Regions from separate parts of the Sus scrofa genome. Here region 1 is linked to region 2. The links are chromatin contacts, called in public HiChIP or PLAC-seq maps. All regions are on one chromosome and are shown on one strand. The core of a region is the stretch at or near the end of the contact, and the rest is flanking DNA. Distances in the headings are between cores, read along the strand shown. Region 1 holds the start of STRN3 (striatin-3). Region 2 holds the start of HECTD1 (E3 ubiquitin-protein ligase HECTD1).

Region 1 (2,700 bases), core at 24-2,523, 150 kb after region 2:
AAAAATTTAAGTGCAATCAATTCTATATGTGATTTTCCTGCTTAGCTGTAATTAATGAATCTTTTTTCCTTATCATAATGGTAAATATTATTTTTGGCTTTTTTAACCAAATGGTTGTTGGCTATATTAACTTTTAGAAACGTAACAGTTCATTAAGGATGTTCCTTGGCAACTAAGCACATTAAAAAGAAAACACACTATGGTACTTAAGATTAACCTTGTCTTTTTTGTATACATTATATTCATTCAAAACAACCCAGGAAAACATTCTTAGGCATTCACTTAGGATTTTACAATGTCTTCAGGGTCCCCTGTGGAGCAGCAGGTTAAGAATCCAGCATCATCACTGCAGCAGCTAGGGCTGTTACTGCAGCGCGGGTACACCCCTGGCCTGGGAACTTCCACATGCCATGGGCAGGGCCAAAAAAAAAGTGGGGGGGGGAATTTAAAAAAGGAAAAAAGATGTCTTCAGGGTGTTTATTTTCTATTTCCATCAAAAGATTCAGCTATGAATGACATTATTTTTGAGTTATTCACTTCTAAAACATCAAATTTAACCACTCTCCTTCAAAGTTTTCTTTCTTCCTCCACCTAGCTTCGAGATCTAAAGTTTTTCACGTTCCCTTATCCCAAAAGAAAAATGAAAACAATCGGTCCTGTTCCCTTCCAACCCCCCCCCCCCCACCAAACACACTCCATCCCAGAATAATAAAGAAGGGAGGCAAAGTGGAACAAGTTGCGACGTGCGACAGGGAGCACAGAATTCGGTCCAAAGCCCAGAGACAGGGAATCGGCCGCTACGTCCGGGAGGATCTGGGCTATTTGCCAAAAAGAGAACGTCCCCAAAGCCCAGGGAACTGACTGGTGTTAGGAAACCAGAAAAAGAGCGAGTGACAGGCAGAGAAAGAGGCCCGATCCTCTGGGACTGCCTGAAACACGCAAGGAATGCAAAAGAAACGCCAGGAATTCAGGACCGGCGGCGGCCGGCCAGAGCGACCAGCCAGGTTAAAACTCAGCTTCGAAGGCAGAATCGCAGCCGAGACCCTTGGGTGGGAACGGCGGGGGCTGACTGAGCGAGGGAAACCCCTTGCTAGAAAGGACGACACCTACTCGACCCCAAAGGTCGGAGTCTACAGCCCACGGGCTCCGCGGGGGCAGCCAGACACCCGAAGCGGGTCTGAGGGCGGGCCTAGGGCGGGGCTGGCGCTCCTTCCCCGCCTCTAACGGCAACCCTGCTTCCTCAGTACGCCTGCGTAGGGTGAGGCCGGACTCTATTTGGCTACCAGGCGAGCGGCAGCAGTGGCGTTCTCTACCCGGCATGCTGCGCGGGAGCGGCGGCCCTACGTCTATCCCCTTCCCAACCCTGCCCCCTCTCGCCCTCCCACCGCGGCCCCCCCTTCCCCTAAAGTGAGTGAGTGAGACGGGCAGATGGAGGAGGGACTGTAATGGCGGCGGCCGGCAGCTCCCTGCTCTGACCCACGGCAGGCATACAGCAACAACCCCCTCCCCGCCCCTCTTCCAGCCGGCCTCCGCCCCGCCACCAGCGCGGGGCCACCTTCCCCGGCCCCTTCCCCCAGCCGTCGGCGTCTCGCCCTGCGCCCCAGCCGGGGCCCCACACACAATGGACGAGCTCGCCGGAGGCGGTGGTGGCGGCCCGGGGATGGCGGCCCCTCCACGGCAGCAGCAGGGACCTGGGGGGAACATGAGCCTTTCGTCAGGGGGGAATGGAGCAGCGGGCAGCGGAGGTCCTCCGGCCGCCGAGGGAGCCGGTCCCGCGACAGGCCCCGAGCTGTCCCGGCCGCAGCAGTACACTATCCCGGGGATCCTGCACTACATCCAGCACGAGTGGGCTCGGTTCGAGATGGAACGGGCGCACTGGGAGGTGGAGCGGGCCGAACTGCAGGTACCTCCTTGGGGTTGGTGTGCGGGACAGCAGCGGCGGCGGGGTTGTCTGCCCGGGGGTGGGGCCGGAACTCCCCTCATTCGGAGCTCGAGGCCTAGGGAGGCCGAGAGGAACCTACCTGCGCGGCTGGATGGGTGATGGTCCTGGCGACGGGTCTTCCTAGAGTCCCCCTCCCCTTTTACCGCACAAGCTTGTTACCCAGCCCTCTCTAGCTGCGCGGTGCGGGCTTCCTTGGGGCAGCCATTTTGGCTGTTAGTATGGCGTCCGCGGGGGCTCCTTCGGAGGCCGCCTGCCCGGGCCTCCGGGTCTTGGGGCTGAGTTCCTCTCTGTGGGAAAGTTCCTGGCGTGGGGCTGCTGGGCACTGAACTTGCTCTCGTTTGTACCTCGTGAAATGGAGAACCCGAGGAGAAGGACTGGCATGGGCATTTTACCACCTTTTCCCGAACCACCCCTCTTTTCGAGTTGACTTGCCTGACCCCCTCCCCCGGAGTTGGTAGCTCTTACTAGTTGACAGCCAGGCTTCTTTCCAGAGCTGCCACCGAGCACAATGGCTTGCGGCTGACCTGTGAAGTTTTCATTTCCTGCCGCCAACTTTAAGTGTCTACTTACCTGGGATGCTGCCTTACTCACTTAGATTCCCTTTGACTTCTTCCTTAGTGACTGACTCATCAACACTTCTCTGTGCTGAATTTTTCTTTTTGGAGTACCCTTCACCGGGCTCCCCCTTCTCCATCCCCCATCTTTACCCATAAAAAGCCTATCCAGAGTATCTGTCCTGTCTTTTTGAAACGACTGAG
Region 2 (2,700 bases), core at 154-2,653:
CACGGCAACGCCGGATCCTTAACCCACTGAGCAAGGGCAGGGACCGAACCCGCAACCTCATGGTTCCTAGTCGGATTCGTTAACCAATGCGCCACGACGGGAACTCCTCTTCTTCATTCTTAACGCCAAAAACTAGGCCCTTTGGGCTCTTCCTCCCTCCCTCCACTACTGGGGGACTTTAGCAATCTCCCAGTTAGTCTCCTTGTCTAGGTTTTTAGCCATTCTGGACACTCTGGCCCTATACATCTAAGGCCCAGAACTTTTTCAGTCAATGTTCTAGTCCAGAACATGTTACCTCACCCTAAATTCTGGATCCCACATAAGACCCTTCTCACTTTAGCTCTTATCTTCTCTATCATTGCTTAATGCTGGTTTTTTGCTTGAGGTGCTGGTCCTCCTTCCTGTGTCTCAGAACATAGGGTTTGCTTGTATTCTTTCTCCTCCCTTGTGGTGTTCACATTCTACCCACTCTTCAAGGTCCAAGAGGAACCCACCTCCTCCTTAAAGATTTTCCTGCAGCTCTTAAGTCACATTCATAGCTCACAAATAATTATTCTCATGTGTTGTAGTTCTGACAAGATAGTTGGAATGTTCTACTCTTTTCTCTGAGTTTCATCTGTTAACAGGAGACCTAGGGACACTTACCTGCCACAGTCGGACAAGTACTTATAGATATCTTCAGTGCAAATCTGTAATTTCCAAAATACTAGTTCTTCAAGCATATGGTGAACCCAATCTAACTGCTTAAAAGAACGCTTCTCAAATACTATCATATAATATTCATGTTTGTTTAAAAGATGAAAAAGTGAGAGTACAGTGGGTGTCTGGGCATGGGTTTACCTATCTCACAAACCAAGGCATTAATTTCTTGATTTTAAAAAAAGGAAGCTATAGTCACATTTCCAATTAATTATATCCTAAATATCTCCATGTACGTACCATAAGCAAATATATTTTGTTTTCAACGCCTGTGAAACAGAACGTCCGAAGGGAATAATTACAGACATTCTTGCGACCAAAACCCACAGGAAAAAATCAAAAGCACACTCGCAGTGCTGCTGCTTACTGGGGACGCCATTGGGCCTGAATTCACGCTTTTGGGAGCCTCAGTTCTCTCATCCGTACAATGGAGAGAACACTCGACAATATTTACTTCCCCGGAGTTGTGAAAGATTTTCTTTCCAACGAACTGCGGGCGGTTTGCCTCCTAGGACCGAAGGGAGGCGCTTCTCCTCCCGCGACACTTTTCGGTGCTCGAGGAGGGGTGACCAGTTCTTGGCCGGGTACGGTCGCCCTGGTAGGACGCCAGGCAAAGACAGCCTGGGCCGCAGGTTTGACGTGCAGCCTGAGTGCCGTCAGCAGGAGCGCGCCAAGTGTGTACACACCGTGCAAAACACGCTGAGCGTACGTGCAGCCGCGCGTGCGGGGTGGTGGGAGCGCGCTCCGATTGATAGCATAGTGAAGGTGCAGGGCGTACGATAGTAAAGCGACAGCTGACAAGGCCGAGGGAGACCGAGGCCCGGAGTGCGAGAGAGACCAGAGAGAGGCGGCGACGCGTCCCGCCGCCTGGCACCCAGGGCTGGCGCCCCTTGCGCCACTGGCCGACCGGCACCTGCAGCGCCCCACGTGGCGGCCGGCGAGGTCGCAGTCAGTAGAGCCCATTTGCTCCGCCTCCGCGCCGCACGGCTGCCCTCCGCAGCTTCCCCGCCCGGCTCTCCCCCGACCCTCCTCCCTTCCCCCTCCCGGATCGCGATGGACGCGGCCTCCCCCGCCGCCGCCGCCGGCAGCACCGCGCGGGCCTCTGAGCTGTAAGGCCGGAGGAGCCGCGTGCCGGGGACGGGACGTGCGCTGGCTGCCGCTGGTCTGGGGAACCTCTCGCTTCCCCGTCACCAGGTCCCCGCGGAGGAAGGGGAGGGACGAGGAGCGGCTTTTCCTGTGCCGCTTGCCCGGCTCGACCTGCGCGGCCTGCGGCTTCCTGGGAACTCTAGGGCCGCGGCCGGGCCTGGCTCTGCCCGCGGCCTGCTTGGAGCTGGACCGGAGTGGTTTGGGAGGACAGGCCCGGGTAAGAGCTTGAGGGAAGGGGAGGCGGGGACTCCCTGGGCGGTCGGAACGGCCCTGGTGCCGGGATGAGGGATGCCCGGCGGCGGGCTGGGAGCGAGACCCCGGCCCCTGGTAAGGTCGGCGGCACTGCTGTTGACTTACCCTCTTAGCCCCTTTGTTTCCCAGCCTTGGCTCTGCCCGGGGCGGGACCCGGCTTGTCCAAGCCGGAACCTACGGCAGCCCCCCCCCTCCCCTTGTCCTTGAGAAGGTTTCGCCGCCCGGCGGGGCCAGGGACATCTCCCCGGGCCTCGGAGTTCCGGGCGCCGCTCCCGGGAGACCCATCTCCGAGCCCGCCTCGGTGGCCTCCTCTAGGGTAGAGAGGCTTGCTGCTCCTCCTCCAAAACTTCCCCCTCCTTTTCGACACAGGTAGCTAACTTAGCCGGGTTTGGTGCCAGGAAACCGGAGCGCGGTGCCTGCGCCTCTCGGCGCGGGGTCGAGTGGGCCTAGGGTGTTGGGTCACCCCTGCTGACGGCCGCCGTTGGGTGCCCACTGGAACCTGCCGCTGGGTTTATACACCTGCACCTGGGTTGCAGGGGACCCAAAGCCGTCTCTCCTTCACGGCACTTACGAGCTTTTGTAATGACTTGCCTGTTGTGGTTG

What was found. HiChIP or PLAC-seq counts read pairs in DNA pulled down with a chosen protein or histone mark.
Region 1: a contact with region 2 is called in an H3K27ac HiChIP or PLAC-seq map of alveolar macrophages. The contact joins the promoter of STRN3 here to the promoter of HECTD1 in region 2. A contact is called at or near these places in 1 of 5 promoter capture datasets (fetal liver), 1 of 47 Hi-C or Micro-C datasets (heart right ventricle) and 2 of 2 datasets of contacts at active chromatin or transcription factors (alveolar macrophages and skeletal muscle).

Annotation. Positions count from the first base shown.
Region 1 is chr7:68,469,488-68,472,187 of Sscrofa11.1, forward strand. It overlaps STRN3 (striatin-3), which reads left to right and starts at 1,274. Exons shown (of 17, transcript XM_021099888.1): 1 at 1,274-1,903. The coding sequence starts at 1,622. It also overlaps a transcript of AP4S1 not described here.
Region 2 is chr7:68,316,764-68,319,463 of Sscrofa11.1, forward strand. HECTD1 (E3 ubiquitin-protein ligase HECTD1) reads left to right here and starts at 1,404. Exons shown (of 41, transcript XM_021099884.1): 1 at 1,404-2,062. It overlaps LOC110261745, which reads right to left and starts at 2,382. Exons shown (of 3, transcript XM_021100055.1): 1 at 2,329-2,382; 2 at 940-2,271. The coding sequence starts at 2,382. The coding sequence ends at 1,150.